3 separate regions of the Sus scrofa genome follow, and all the other regions are linked to region 3. A link is a contact called in public HiChIP or PLAC-seq data. All regions are on one chromosome and are shown on one strand. Each heading gives the region's core, a stretch centred on a gene start, on an enhancer-like site or on the middle of the called end of the contact. The rest is flanking DNA. Distances are from core to core; before and after follow the strand shown.

The links. HiChIP or PLAC-seq counts read pairs in DNA pulled down with a chosen protein or histone mark.
Region 1: an H3K27ac HiChIP or PLAC-seq map of skeletal muscle shows a contact between it and region 3. The contact joins two enhancer-like sites. A contact is called at or near these places in 2 of 47 Hi-C or Micro-C datasets (fetal heart ventricle and heart right ventricle) and 1 of 2 datasets of contacts at active chromatin or transcription factors (skeletal muscle).
Region 2: a contact with region 3 is called in an H3K27ac HiChIP or PLAC-seq map of skeletal muscle. The contact joins two enhancer-like sites. A contact is called at or near these places in 4 of 47 Hi-C or Micro-C datasets (embryonic fibroblasts, heart right ventricle, retroperitoneal adipose tissue and 1 more) and 1 of 2 datasets of contacts at active chromatin or transcription factors (skeletal muscle).

Annotation. Positions count from the first base shown.
Region 1 is chr2:128,550,027-128,553,944 of Sscrofa11.1, reverse strand. The region is part of intron 10 of LOC102158243 (a long non-coding RNA gene); the gene reads left to right. Among named protein-coding and RNA genes, the nearest start is that of ZNF608, 400 kb to the right of the region's middle. Within about 2 kb of position 2,299, at least 16 of the 83 cell types and tissues checked have an H3K27ac peak or open chromatin away from gene starts, as enhancers often do. A contact at or near this core is called in skeletal muscle, where this site is marked.
Region 2 is chr2:128,057,756-128,062,032 of Sscrofa11.1, reverse strand. It overlaps ZNF608 (zinc finger protein 608), which reads left to right. Exons shown (of 13, transcript XM_005661601.3): 4 at 3,021-3,108; 5 at 3,885-4,277. Among named protein-coding and RNA genes, the nearest start is that of ZNF608, 97 kb to the left of the region's middle. Within about 2 kb of position 1,317, at least 53 of the 83 cell types and tissues checked have an H3K27ac peak or open chromatin away from gene starts, as enhancers often do. A contact at or near this core is called in skeletal muscle, where this site is marked.
Region 3 is chr2:128,307,859-128,311,799 of Sscrofa11.1, reverse strand. It overlaps LOC106509541 (a long non-coding RNA gene), which reads right to left. Exons shown (of 3, transcript XR_001307170.2): 1 at 2,889-3,941; 2 at 53-132. Among named protein-coding and RNA genes, the nearest start is that of ZNF608, 150 kb to the right of the region's middle. Within about 2 kb of position 2,684, at least 11 of the 83 cell types and tissues checked have an H3K27ac peak or open chromatin away from gene starts, as enhancers often do. A contact at or near this core is called in skeletal muscle, where this site is marked.

The DNA of each region.
Region 1 (3,918 bases), core at 1,050-3,549, 240 kb before region 3:
CGACTGCTGTTGAGTTCCTGTTGTGGAGCAGTGGAAACAAATCTGCTAGGATCCATGAGGATGCTGGTTTGATCCCTGGCCCTGCTCAGTGGGTTAAGAATCCAGCGTTGCCATGAGCTGTGGTGTAGGTCGCAGATGCAGCTTAGATCCCATGTTGCTGTGGCTGTGGCGTAAGCCAGCAGCTGTAGCTCCGATTCGATGCCTAGCCTGGGAACTTCCTTATGCCAAGGGTACCACCATAGAAAGCAAAAAACAACACAAAACAAAACAACGACTGCTAGCACTTTAGCCAGTATTTCCTCCCAGCCATGATCAAAGATCACCTCTTGAATTTCCATACCATTTCTACCTACTGCCCACTGTTTGATCTAGAAAATAGTCATACCTAGCTGCAAGGCAAGTTAGAAAATGAAGTCTTTATTCTAGAAAGCCATGTGCACAGCTAAAAACTAGAATTTCTTTTTCCACATGAAAAGGAAAAACCAATATGAGGGAGAATGTCTTGAGCTCTGTAGTACACTCTCACTTCTTTCTTTGACCTGAAATATATATTCATTTATACTTTCATTCATTCGTTTACTTACTCAAAAATTTTGTTGAGCATCTATTTGTGCCAGGCTGGATACTAGTGACAGAGGAAAGTGGTTAAAAGTTGAATCTTAGAAGACAGCATGGGGGCAGGCTAGAAAGACCACGGGAAATTATAGTAGACCTTCAATAAATTTAGAATAAACTGTCCAAAGAGATAAGGTGTAGACATTGAGGAAAGTACCCGGAGGATATGAGGTGATAGGTAACCTTGGTTTTCTAAGGATAGATGAACAGAAAAAGAAGGCAAGTATATTTCCAAGTTAGACCTTATACCATGAACGGTGATTTTTAAGGAATATGTGGAATTTCTGCAGCTCTGTTAGAATTATTCATCAGACTTGATGGATAAACCACAACCCAGCCAACTGTTTGGTTAAACTAGTTAGTGATCTCCATTAAGTCCCCCACACAATTGTTTTGGCTGCAGCCATCAGAGCTGATGATAAAGAGACACTGATAGGAATGGACTGGCTCTGTTGCAGCTCGGTTCACCAGCAGACATAACCCCAAAGGCAAAAAAATATACCAGCTGACAGAAGAATCAGGCACTGTCTTTATGTTCCAACCCTTTAGCCCCACACCCATCCAACTGAAAAATCCCCCATCTGCTCTCAACCTCTCTGCTCAGCCAGTCATGTTGCACCAGAGACCCTCCAAGTCAGCAGCTTCCCAAACTACTCTGGGATTATAGAATTTCTTCCCCCTGAAACCTCTACCCAGCTTTGAGAAAAGATTCCCATATCCAGTAACGCCTTGCTCATCTTTTCCCACCAAAAAAAAAAAAAAAAAAAAAAGTTTTTAAAAATAAGAGAGATCTTTGGGAATCATTTTGAGCTTTAGAGAACAAACAAAAGGATCTCCCAAATTGGGAAATAAAGACATATTCAGACTTTTCAGATCCACCGTCTAAAGTCACAGTCATACCCCTCCTACAAGGATGGCTGTCACTGTCACCGTGCTGACCCCGTGGTGCAGCTTCTCCTGAAACAAACAAAAAAGAGCTGTGTGATAAATCATATCTGCAAGATGTGTTTCATATGTCAAGCACACATTGCTTCTAAATCAAATGCTGATACATGACTTATTCCGTCAAAAGTAAGCAGAATGCTGTAATTTATAATCATCTCGAAGCACACTGCAGAGAAAATGAAAGCAGACCATTAAATTTTAATGCCTGTTCGGTTCTCTGAAAAGAGTGTTTCTGGCCACGTTTGAAGCAGGGTTTGAAGCAGGGTTGCTCACACCATTTTGTACGCCCCCGCCCCCCCAAAAAACAGTTTGTGTTTGCCAACATTTGTGGAAACTAATTGCAAAAATGATTTAGCTGTCAAAAGCTGCCATCAGTTGGGAAGTTCTCCTGAGCACAGGAGGTGATGGCAGAGGCACAGGAGCAGGTCCTATCCAATGCCCCACCCCCATTTCGCTTTTTAACAATTGTCTGTTGTGCAAGCCAGCTCCCCGCAGCAGGGCTGGGAGCAGATATTCATTGGAGTGTCATCTCCGCTTAGGCTCTCGTCCTGCACACCTATTCATCTGTGTTAAGTGAACAGCAGCATCAGCTCAAATTAAGCTGGCTTGAAAACAGCCACTGTTAATAATTTCTGCTGTGATTCAACTTAGCTTTGGCTAACAGGTGAAGATGTTTCATAACGGAGGCAATTACAGCTCTGAGAGCGCTTTCCCACTGCCTGTTTAATCAGAGGAATGGAACACTAGCTCCTCGTGTGCACGGGGAAGGGCCAGCGCAGCCACCATCGGCTGCATTCGTTATCTGCTAGATTGAACAAGCTGCCTGCCGGGGACAGATGCTTAGTGCAGTGATTAGAATATAAAGCAATTGCAAAGGCTGAGGGGAGTGGAGTCAGTCTCCTTTATCTCAACTTACTACAGGCTTTTCTGGTCAGATAACTAGTCTTCCAAACCGGTCTCTTTTTGTAGATGAGAAATCATATGTATATCACTGCATGAAGACTTATACATATTCATTCATCTGTGCCCGGTGTGAATTTTCCATTTAGAGTAGAAACGGTTATTGTTTTGCTCTGTTTTGTTTTGTGTTAAGGCGGGGGATTCTTCAATTCTGTGCATGTTCAGCTCCTTTTATAAGTAAATGTTTATGACAGGGAATATAGAGAGGCAGTAAGTATGAAACCAGTACAATAAAAATGCTTGCCAATTTTTCTTGATTATTTTCAGAGATGGCAAAATCTGATGGTTTACTGATTTTCAGACAACTTTCATATTTAGTGTTTTTAAAAAAGCCGTAATAAGTGAAAACTTCAAAATATATAACCCTAGGTTTTCACTTACATTAAAAGGAAAAAAAATTGAAAGTATGGATATGTTTTACTACTTTTTACATTATAGAGACAGCCTATTTCCACATAGAGGGAAATCTATTATTCTAGCACAAAGTAATTTTTCACGTCAACACTGCGTAACTTTAAATTATAGCAAAAACCTAGCTGTGTACTTCCTAATTGTGGGGATTTTCAAATAGTTCTTTTCCAGCCAAACATTTTTCCTCTTCTGCTGAAAGAAAATCAAGCAGTCTAAATTGAATTTTTATTCATTACAATTTCCTGGAATGTAGTTCTTAATGGTTTCTGATGTGCCTAAAGGCATGAACCTTAAACTACAACACCCCCCACCACCCCCCGCCCCCCACCCCACCCCCACCAAGGAAGAACTAGGAAAATGAAAAAGACCCTTTTTGTTACTGGTATTACATTTCCATTGTATACGTTAATCTGCTTTCAGAGTATTTTCCCGCAGTTTCTTTTCCATGGAGGACCTTTAATAAAGTCCTTGGTAGGTTGTACTTAACGAGCAATTGATTACCGAGCTGCGTATCCCCAAACTGATCATGTTTCCTACAAACAGCAAAACAGCAGAGAGGGGCGGAGGGAGGGTGGTGAGCTATACGCTTACTTTTTATTTTTAAAATGTTTTAAGAGCTGGGAATGGGTCTGCTTTCATAACACCAAGGTTATACTTAGAGCAATCTCTTTCCATCTAAGTTTTTAATGGAGAGTGTGGTATTCTTCATCAATTATTTAACAGACTTTGAGGCTCTGTGTGTGTGTGTGTGTGTGAACATTTGTGCTTAAATTGGGGGATATAGAAAGAAACAGGAAAAAAAAAAAGAATGATAGTGTTTCCATTGCTAAATAGATGGTTCCACACTGTGTTTAAAATACCTGCTTAACAAGATAGTGACTTGTCTTTTTGAAGAGGTATTTCGCTCCTCATTCTTGAGAACCATCCATCTAGCCTCATCTTGGAATAGTCTCTGCAAGAATCCACTGCCCACTGAGTTTCCCCCTG
Region 2 (4,277 bases), core at 68-2,567, 250 kb after region 3:
ATAGAGCTAACTGCTTACTTTGTACTTGGCCCACACAATAGGATGTTGTCTCAACATAGACTTCCTAATGGAGAAACAATACACTTTGTAGTTTATATGAGAAGCATTCCTTAAACCGTCATTCCAACACAGCAGATTTGGCCTGGCCATGTAAACATGCGCATGCGTATATTCATGTGACTTCTAGGCAGATAACATTCGGTGACATTGTGATATGGATTATGCATATACAGAAAAATAGACCAAGCACACGTATTTAATCAGAGAAACTATTCAAAATCTTCCTGGGAGTGGAGTTGGTTTTTTTTGTTTGTTTTTGTTAATATGAAGGGATACTAGGAAAATGAGAAGTTGAAAATGGCTTTTTTTTTTTTAAGGATTTTATTCCCACCAAGTGCTAACAATGATGGTGATTATAATAATATCACTTGTACTTAGATTAGAGGTATGCTCTTGTGGCTTCTAGAAATCCTATCCTGCGATGGTGAATAGCTCTGCAGCGTGGAAGTTACAACTTGTTTTGCCTATGCGACCTGACAGTTTCACGTGGTAAACCCCACATAACGAATGATTAAATGCGTGTTGGGGTCCTGCCCTTCTCGCCAGCCCCCACGTTTCCCTTTGTCCTATTCCAAGACCTGGAATTCGATGCTGAGGGTTTGTGGGCGGGCTGGTGTGCAACGTGGAACTGCGCAGCGTGGCTCATGGTGGGAAACCCAGCACAGTCACACGGACAGTAGCCTTTCATCACAAAGACCAGCCGACGTTGATTTACCGAGCCGGGCAGCCCTCTGTCCCCAAGAGAACCCCTGCTTGGGAAGCGCGCCCCCGCCTCTCTGCCGGCCGGCCGGCCACTGCAGCCGCCGCCTCTTCCCCTAGCGATGCTCCTTTATCCCCCGCGGCTGCCTGCTGCTCCGGGTGGCCGCCCTCAGCCCAGCCAATCAGACGCCGGCGTTCCCAGAAGGCGCCGGCCAATCGGAGGGCAGCGTTTGCTGGAAACGCGAAACCCTTAGGGGAAAAGCAATAACAAAAGCCTTTCACTGCAGACAAATGTTAAGTGTCTGTGCAGACTTTTCCTGTTTTTAATTTTATTACTGTAAGAATGGAGGGTTTGTTGTTTCTTTCATGTTTCCTTTCAAGCAGTTTTAATTATACATTTGTGCTACATCAGGGACTCTGGAATGCTGTGATTCAGCCTATTGCATCTAAAACTAAAATGCAGTAACCTTCTGGCAATACAGATATATTCCAGCACTGTAAATATAGCTGACATGCTAAAGAATTTTAAGCAGCTGCAAAGGTCTTTGACACCACACACAGTGCCCCAGAGAGCAGATGATGAGAAAACCAGCTCCATCTTCCCCTTCACCTTGTCTCCTACCCCCTCCCTTTTCCTGAAGGGATGTGCTCATAAAGAATCCTTTCCTCCAATTGTTCTGTCTTGTGCACATTTTGACCAAATGCCTAATTACAATTGATTCTCATCTCAATATGAATTTTTATACTCCATGGCTTGAATTTTTTTCCCCTGAAAGAATTAGAATGGAATCAACTGTGATTTGAGGAAATGCTTACTTTGCTTCCTGCTAACTGCCCCCCACCCCGCTCCGCCCCGCCCCTCCCCTCCCCCATTGATACAGTGAGTAGATTCGGCTGTCACCTAAGTCATAGTAACGCAGACCATATGGGAAACAATTTTCAAGTCTCTTTTTGGGGACTTTTGAAAGAAATGTTTTCTTTTCCACTACTTCCCAACTATTCAACTGCTTTTACCTGCCGTTAAAAAACGTTCCAAGGAAATGAATCTTACTTGTGAGTATCCTTTAACATAAAGGAGTTCAAGTACAGGTTTTCTGCAGAATTCAAAATGGCAGTGAGCTAGTGGGTAAATCAGCTAGGAATAGACTTTGAGTATTGTCCCTGGTGTTTCCAAGAAAGAAGCGGGGGAGGGGCGTGTTAGAGAAACAAAGGGAGACTTAAATGCTTTATTTCATTACCCTAAATATGTTATGTATGTCTCAAAATCTAGGTGTTTTAATGTATGCTTTAAAAGAGTGAGTTTAAAAAAAAATGTGGCACTTGTCCTCTAGAGAAATAAAGAGGAGTTATATTTTGTTTCCCTGTGACATTTGGTATACTAAGTGCACTTAAGTTTGGTAATTCACAGATGCAGTGCTAAATTAAATTGTCTGTCTGCAAAGCAGTTGGGAAAAGCAGAATGGCTTGCAGGAAACAAGTGTGTTGGTTTTGAGATTTTTTTTTTTCTAATCCTCTGTGGCAAATGCTTACTAGAGTTGATTCTAAAGATAACCCCAAGAGTAAACCTATTGTGCACATTTATTTTCTTAAGAGGGCTATTTTAGGAGTCCTTAATATGAAACAAGACCAAACAGTGAAACAGATACCATACCAAGGCTGATTCTTGTCTCACAAAGCCAGAGAGGGGAGGATTAGAAACAAGAAACACAGCTGATTGTCTGCTAGCTGAACTCCAACCTCCAGCTTTCCTCCCTCTAGACCTATTTTTGTGCATACACATCATTTTTTTTCTAAATAAAAATCACCATTATTTTATATTGTTGAGTTGGAAACAAAACCGATTCCTTTCCGTCACCTTCTGGTTTAAGCACTGGTAACTGGCGCTTAGTTTTTGTTGGCTGCTTGCCAAACGAAAGCAATTATGTGTAATAATAGAAAAATTAAGAGGTGAGTGTTGCTGTTTTACAGCAGGACATGGCAAAAACCATTTCCTTCTGTCAGCAGTATCTTGATTACACTCTCACACACATCCTTACCCTTTTGTACCACACGCGTATGCTCGTGAACGTGCGCGCGCGCACGATTTCCTGTGGGTTTTTGCTTGAGGTCACTGAAACCAGAAAGAGGAAGAATGCAAACCACAGCTTTTGAAAGCAAATGAGAACAGAGCTTTGCTGGTAAGAAGGATAGTAATAATAAATGAACTGGAAATAGGGCGATTGGTGCTAACCTTGGTCCTTCTTCATTCTCCGCTCCTGCAGGTGTCCTAGTGGTCAATGTCACGTGGAGGAACAAAACTTACGTAGGGACCTTATTGGACTGCACCAAGCACGACTGGGCCCCTCCCAGGTAGGCACGGGGGCCTTTGATTCCCCTCCCCTGTTCCCTTTCTTCTTCTTCCCTCTCCCTCCCCCATCCTCTCTTTGCAAGGAAATGATCGAGAGAGATTAATAATACATAAAAGTCTGTCTGTAATTGAAAGCAGGCAAAAAAGCAATGAACAGTTCAGGATTGAACACAGTAAAATGCAGGTGCTGGGTTTCTTTTCTGTAGGGGGATCTCTACTTCCAGCCCCTGCTCTTTCTCCTTTTTTGTGTTCTTTTTCTCAACATGAGAATTTGATCTGGATTTGAAGCTTAGCTACTCAAACTGGTTTTCTTTGGTTTTCTGAGGAAGAACATAAGACATTGGTAGTCTGTGCTTTTGCAGGTGTTGAAACTGTCATTGGATGAATAGGGTGTGTTTTCCTTACCGGGGCCCAGTGCTCAAGCTGCCTGGGTGTCAACTGCTCTTCACTGTGTTGTGTGCCTTGTGATTTCACCAGACTCCTTTGGGGATGCTTTTTATTTTTTTATTTTTTGCTTTTTAGGGCTGAACATGTGGCATATGGAAGTTCCCAGGCGAGGGGGTCAAATCAGAGCTGCAGCTGCCAGCCACGGCAACAGTGGATCCAAGCCATGTCTGCACCCAACACCACAGCTCATGACAATGCCAGATCCTTAACCAAATGATCGAGACCAGGGATCGAACCTGCATCCTCATGGATCCTAGTTGGATTTGTTACCACCGAGCCCCAATGGAATTCCAGGGAAGCTCGTTTTGACATCTGTTTCTTTCTTCCCTAGGTTCTGTGAGTCACCGACCAGCGACCTGGAAATGAGAGGGGGCCGGGGGCGAGGGAAGAGAGCAAGGTCTGCCGCAGTCGCCCCAGGCTCGGAGGCCAGCTTCACAGAGTCCAGAGGCCTCCAGAACAAGAACAGAGGCGGGGCCAACGGGAAAGGGAGGCGGGGCAGCCTCAACGCCAGCGGGCGAAGGACACCCCCGAATTGTGCTGCCGAGGACATCAAAGCCAGCCCCTCCTCCACCAACAAAAGGAAAAACAAGCCTCCGTTGGAGCTGGACTTGAACTCCAGCTCCGAGGACAATAAGCCTGGGAAGCGGGTCCGTACAAACTCACGAAGCACTCCCACCACCCCTCAAGGGAAACCAGAGACTACTTTTTTGGACCAGGGCTGCTC
Region 3 (3,941 bases), core at 1,435-3,934:
CATGCTGATTTAAAACTCTACCTGGCACTAATAAATCGCACAGGTACATTACCTGCTTCACACTTAGCAACCATTCCAGGTCACTGATGAAGGATCCACGGTTCCCAAGAAGCAGGCAAGATAACATATTCTCTGTAAACATAATGAAGTTAATGATTCACAGGACAATTAAATAGCTTTCCGAAACCTTATCAGTGTAGAGATAAAGTAGACCAAGACAATAACTGTATTTTAATCATGCCTACCATTCAGAACACTGTGTCTAAAAGCCAGCTCCCTGCAGCCGCTCACTGATATTTCCGTGGAAGAAGGCGGGGTGAGGGGGGTTGTCAACAGTTCATATTTCAGTTTTATATTTGGAAAGAGATCTTTTTCAAAATGCCTCTTTTTTTTTTAAATGTTTAGCAAAGGAGAGTTTAAAAACCAAGACAACATTCTTTTTCATTGAATTCATAAAAAGTGTCATTGTTTAATTTGCATTTTTAAATGCAAAAATAAAACACCAAGCCTTAGCAGAGAGAGCGATACCATCACCTGAGATTTTAGCTGTTGAATCTGCAAACGTGGTCATGGTTTAAATGAAAGAATTGCTTATTTACTGTTTGCGAATACTTTCCCAAGACAGTACAGACAAAGTGAAAAGCAACTACAGTAGGAAAGAGGAACCATATATATGCAATGACATGGCAACCTTTCTAACCTTTGAATTAGAATACAACCTTTTGATTTGTATTCCCAAAGCAATGAAGGATCTGGCTATTAAATTAAAATCACTGTTATACACAACTTGTCCTAGCTGAAAAGTCATATAGCAAATTGTGTTTTCAAATGAAGAGAGGCACCAAATTCTAATGGACCCCTGTCTGCACTAAATTTCCAATATTACGAAAGTATCCATCAGAAAAAAATAAGAATGACCCCCGTCCATGCCACCCAGAGCAATCCACAGATTCAGTGCAAGATGTCAATGGCCTCTTTCACAGAAATAGAGCAAACATTCCTGAAAGGTATAGGGAACCACAAAAAAGCCCATATAACCAAAATGATCTTGAGAAAGATGGCCGGAGGCATTACACTCACTGATTTCAAATTATATTACAAGGCTATAGTAATCAAAATAGTATGATTTTGGCACAAAAATAGATATCTAGATTAATGGAACAGAACAGAGAACCCCGGGGGGGGGGGGAGGGAGTCATGCCTATATGGTCAATTAATCTATAACAAAGGAGTCAAGAATATACAATGGATAAAGGACATTTTCTTCAATACATTGTGTTGGGAAAACTGGGCAGCCACATGCAAAAGAATGAAACTGTACCACTCTCTTAGACCATACACAAGAACTAACTCAAAATGGATTAAAGACTTGAACAAAAGACCTAAAACCATAAACTTCTAGAAGAAAACATGGGCGGTCAGCTCCTCGATATCAGTCTTGGGGATGATTTTTTGGCTCTGACTCCAAAATCAGAAATAAACAACCCGGCAGATACCAAAACCAAAAAACATCTGCACAGCAAAGAAAACCATCAATGAAATGAGAAGACAACCTATGGACTAGAAGAAAGTACTTGCAAATTGTATATTGGATAAGGGGCTAATAGCTAAAATATGTAAAGAGCTGATACAGTTCAACAGCAGCAAGAACAAAACCAACCAATTAAAATAGGGGCCAGGAAACTGAAGAGATATTTTTCCAAAGAAGACATAGTATATGAAAAGATGCTCAGCATCACTAATCATCAGGGAAGTACAAATCAAAACCACAATGAGATATCACCTCACGCTGTTAGAATGGCTGTGAAATAACAAGTGTTGGCAAGGATGTAGAGAAAAGGGAATCCTTGTGTACTGTGGGTGGGAATGAAAATTGGTGCAGCCACTGTGGAAAACAGTATGGAGGTGCCTCAAAAAACTAAAAATGGAATTACCATATAACCCAGCAATTCTGCTTCTGGGTATTTATCCAAAGATAAATGAAAACATTAACTGGAAAAGATAAATGCACACCCATGTTAACTGCAGCATTATTTCCAATATGTGTGACATGGAAACAGCCTAAGTATCCATTGATGGATGAATGGATAAAAAAATATGAGATACATAGATACAAACATACACATACATACATATATCATATATATGTGTATACATATACACACATATGTATGTAATTCAGCCATAAAAAAGAATAAAATAATATCATTTGTGAAGCTATGGAATGACCTTGAGAGCATTACACTAGGTGAAATAAGTCAGACAAATACTGTATAATCACACTTATATGTGGCATCTTTAAAAAAAAAAAAAAAAGCTCATTGGTACAAAGAACAGATTAGTGGTTGCCAGGGGCAGGGGTGGAGGTTAAGCAAACGAGTAAAAGGAGTTGCTAAAAGAATCAATCGTAAAAGTTTTCATCATACACAAAAAAATGGTAACCCTGTACAAGGATGGATATTAACTAGACTTACTGTGATCATTTCATAATATATATCGAATCATGATGTTGTACACCTGACACTAATATAATGTTCTGTCCATTATAGCTCATTAAAAAAAAAAAAAATCAAATGCCCCACATTGCCTGGCTCCTCTGGAACACTGCTGCTGGGCTGTAACTGACCATGCCGAGAGGCAACTGCCCAAGCCTTTGACATCGTCACTTGAACCATTCACGTCAGCTCTGTGTGTTACTGATTTAGCGTTTTGCGCCTGCACTGGGCTGATCTAAACGACTGAGTCAGTGACTGCATCCAGGCAATTTGAGAAAAGTAGTAAACACAGCAGCTTCATTGCTGAGATCCCAGGGGTGCCCTCCCAGACCCAGTAGGAAAACCTCTGCTGAGACTCGCAGGCGGCGATTTGGCTCCCCATCTGGATTTTACCTCTGCCGAAAAATGCCACCAGGAAAACCTTTCCCCTTCCCACTGCTCTGCAGGTTTTGGCAATGGATGGCTCCTTTGCCCTACGGGTGCAGTGTTGGCCTTCTTGAGCCAGAAGAGCACAGTCTGAAAATAGAAACAGGGGCTGTTTTGTGGCCATTGAATAGGAAGGCTAATAATAGCATTGCTTCATTGTTTGGCAAGGACTTCAGGCTACCCCAGCCAAGGAGCAGCACACTCTGCAGTAACCAAATCATAAAATTTCTCCAGGGAATGGTGCAGCTTTTCAGAACATGTTTTATATTCTGGGATTGCTCGGGAAGGAAATAGTTGAGAAGTTGTTTTGACATAAGTGTGGTTTGTTTCCAATTTGAAGGCAGAGGGAGGGGCTGGAGAGATGAGCCAGGAGGTCAGTCGCAGAAGGGATGCAAAAAAAAAAAAAAAAACGTGTCGTTAAGGAGTTCCTGACAGGTGGTGAGAGGGCTGTAGCTCTGGAGCCCAGGCCTGGCGGGGTGTCTGTCCCCGTTGGGTTCCCAGTGTGCTCTCAGCATCGCCTTTCACACTCCTGTAATGTTTATTTCTGTTGAACTTAAAGGATGACCTTTTCCAAACTGCAGTACATTGTTGACCCACATGCATTTCTGAGACCTAATTTCCCTGAATGCCTTCCTTGTTCCTGCCGAAGAGAACTCTGTTCGAGAAAATAGGAAGAGGCTGAGGATAAAGAGCGTTGGCATGGAAATCTTTGAGGCATTGAATCCTGCCTGCTATTAATAATTTAGAAGTGTTTTTAATGCCCTGATAGGGAAGGAAGGTTTTTTTTTGACACCAAAGGCATCTAAATATTAATTTCAGAGGAATTGGTTGTTACAAGCAGTTAACATCCATTTTGTTAGTTGACCTCCTGAGGAAGGTTAATGCACTAAAATCTGGTCATTAAGTATAGTAACAAATGTTTTTTCAGGGAGGTTATTACTATCATAAACTCTAATCCATGGTTCACAGGCAGCAGCCTCTAGTGCAGTGCTCTGACTAATGAAGAATTAACTATTTCTG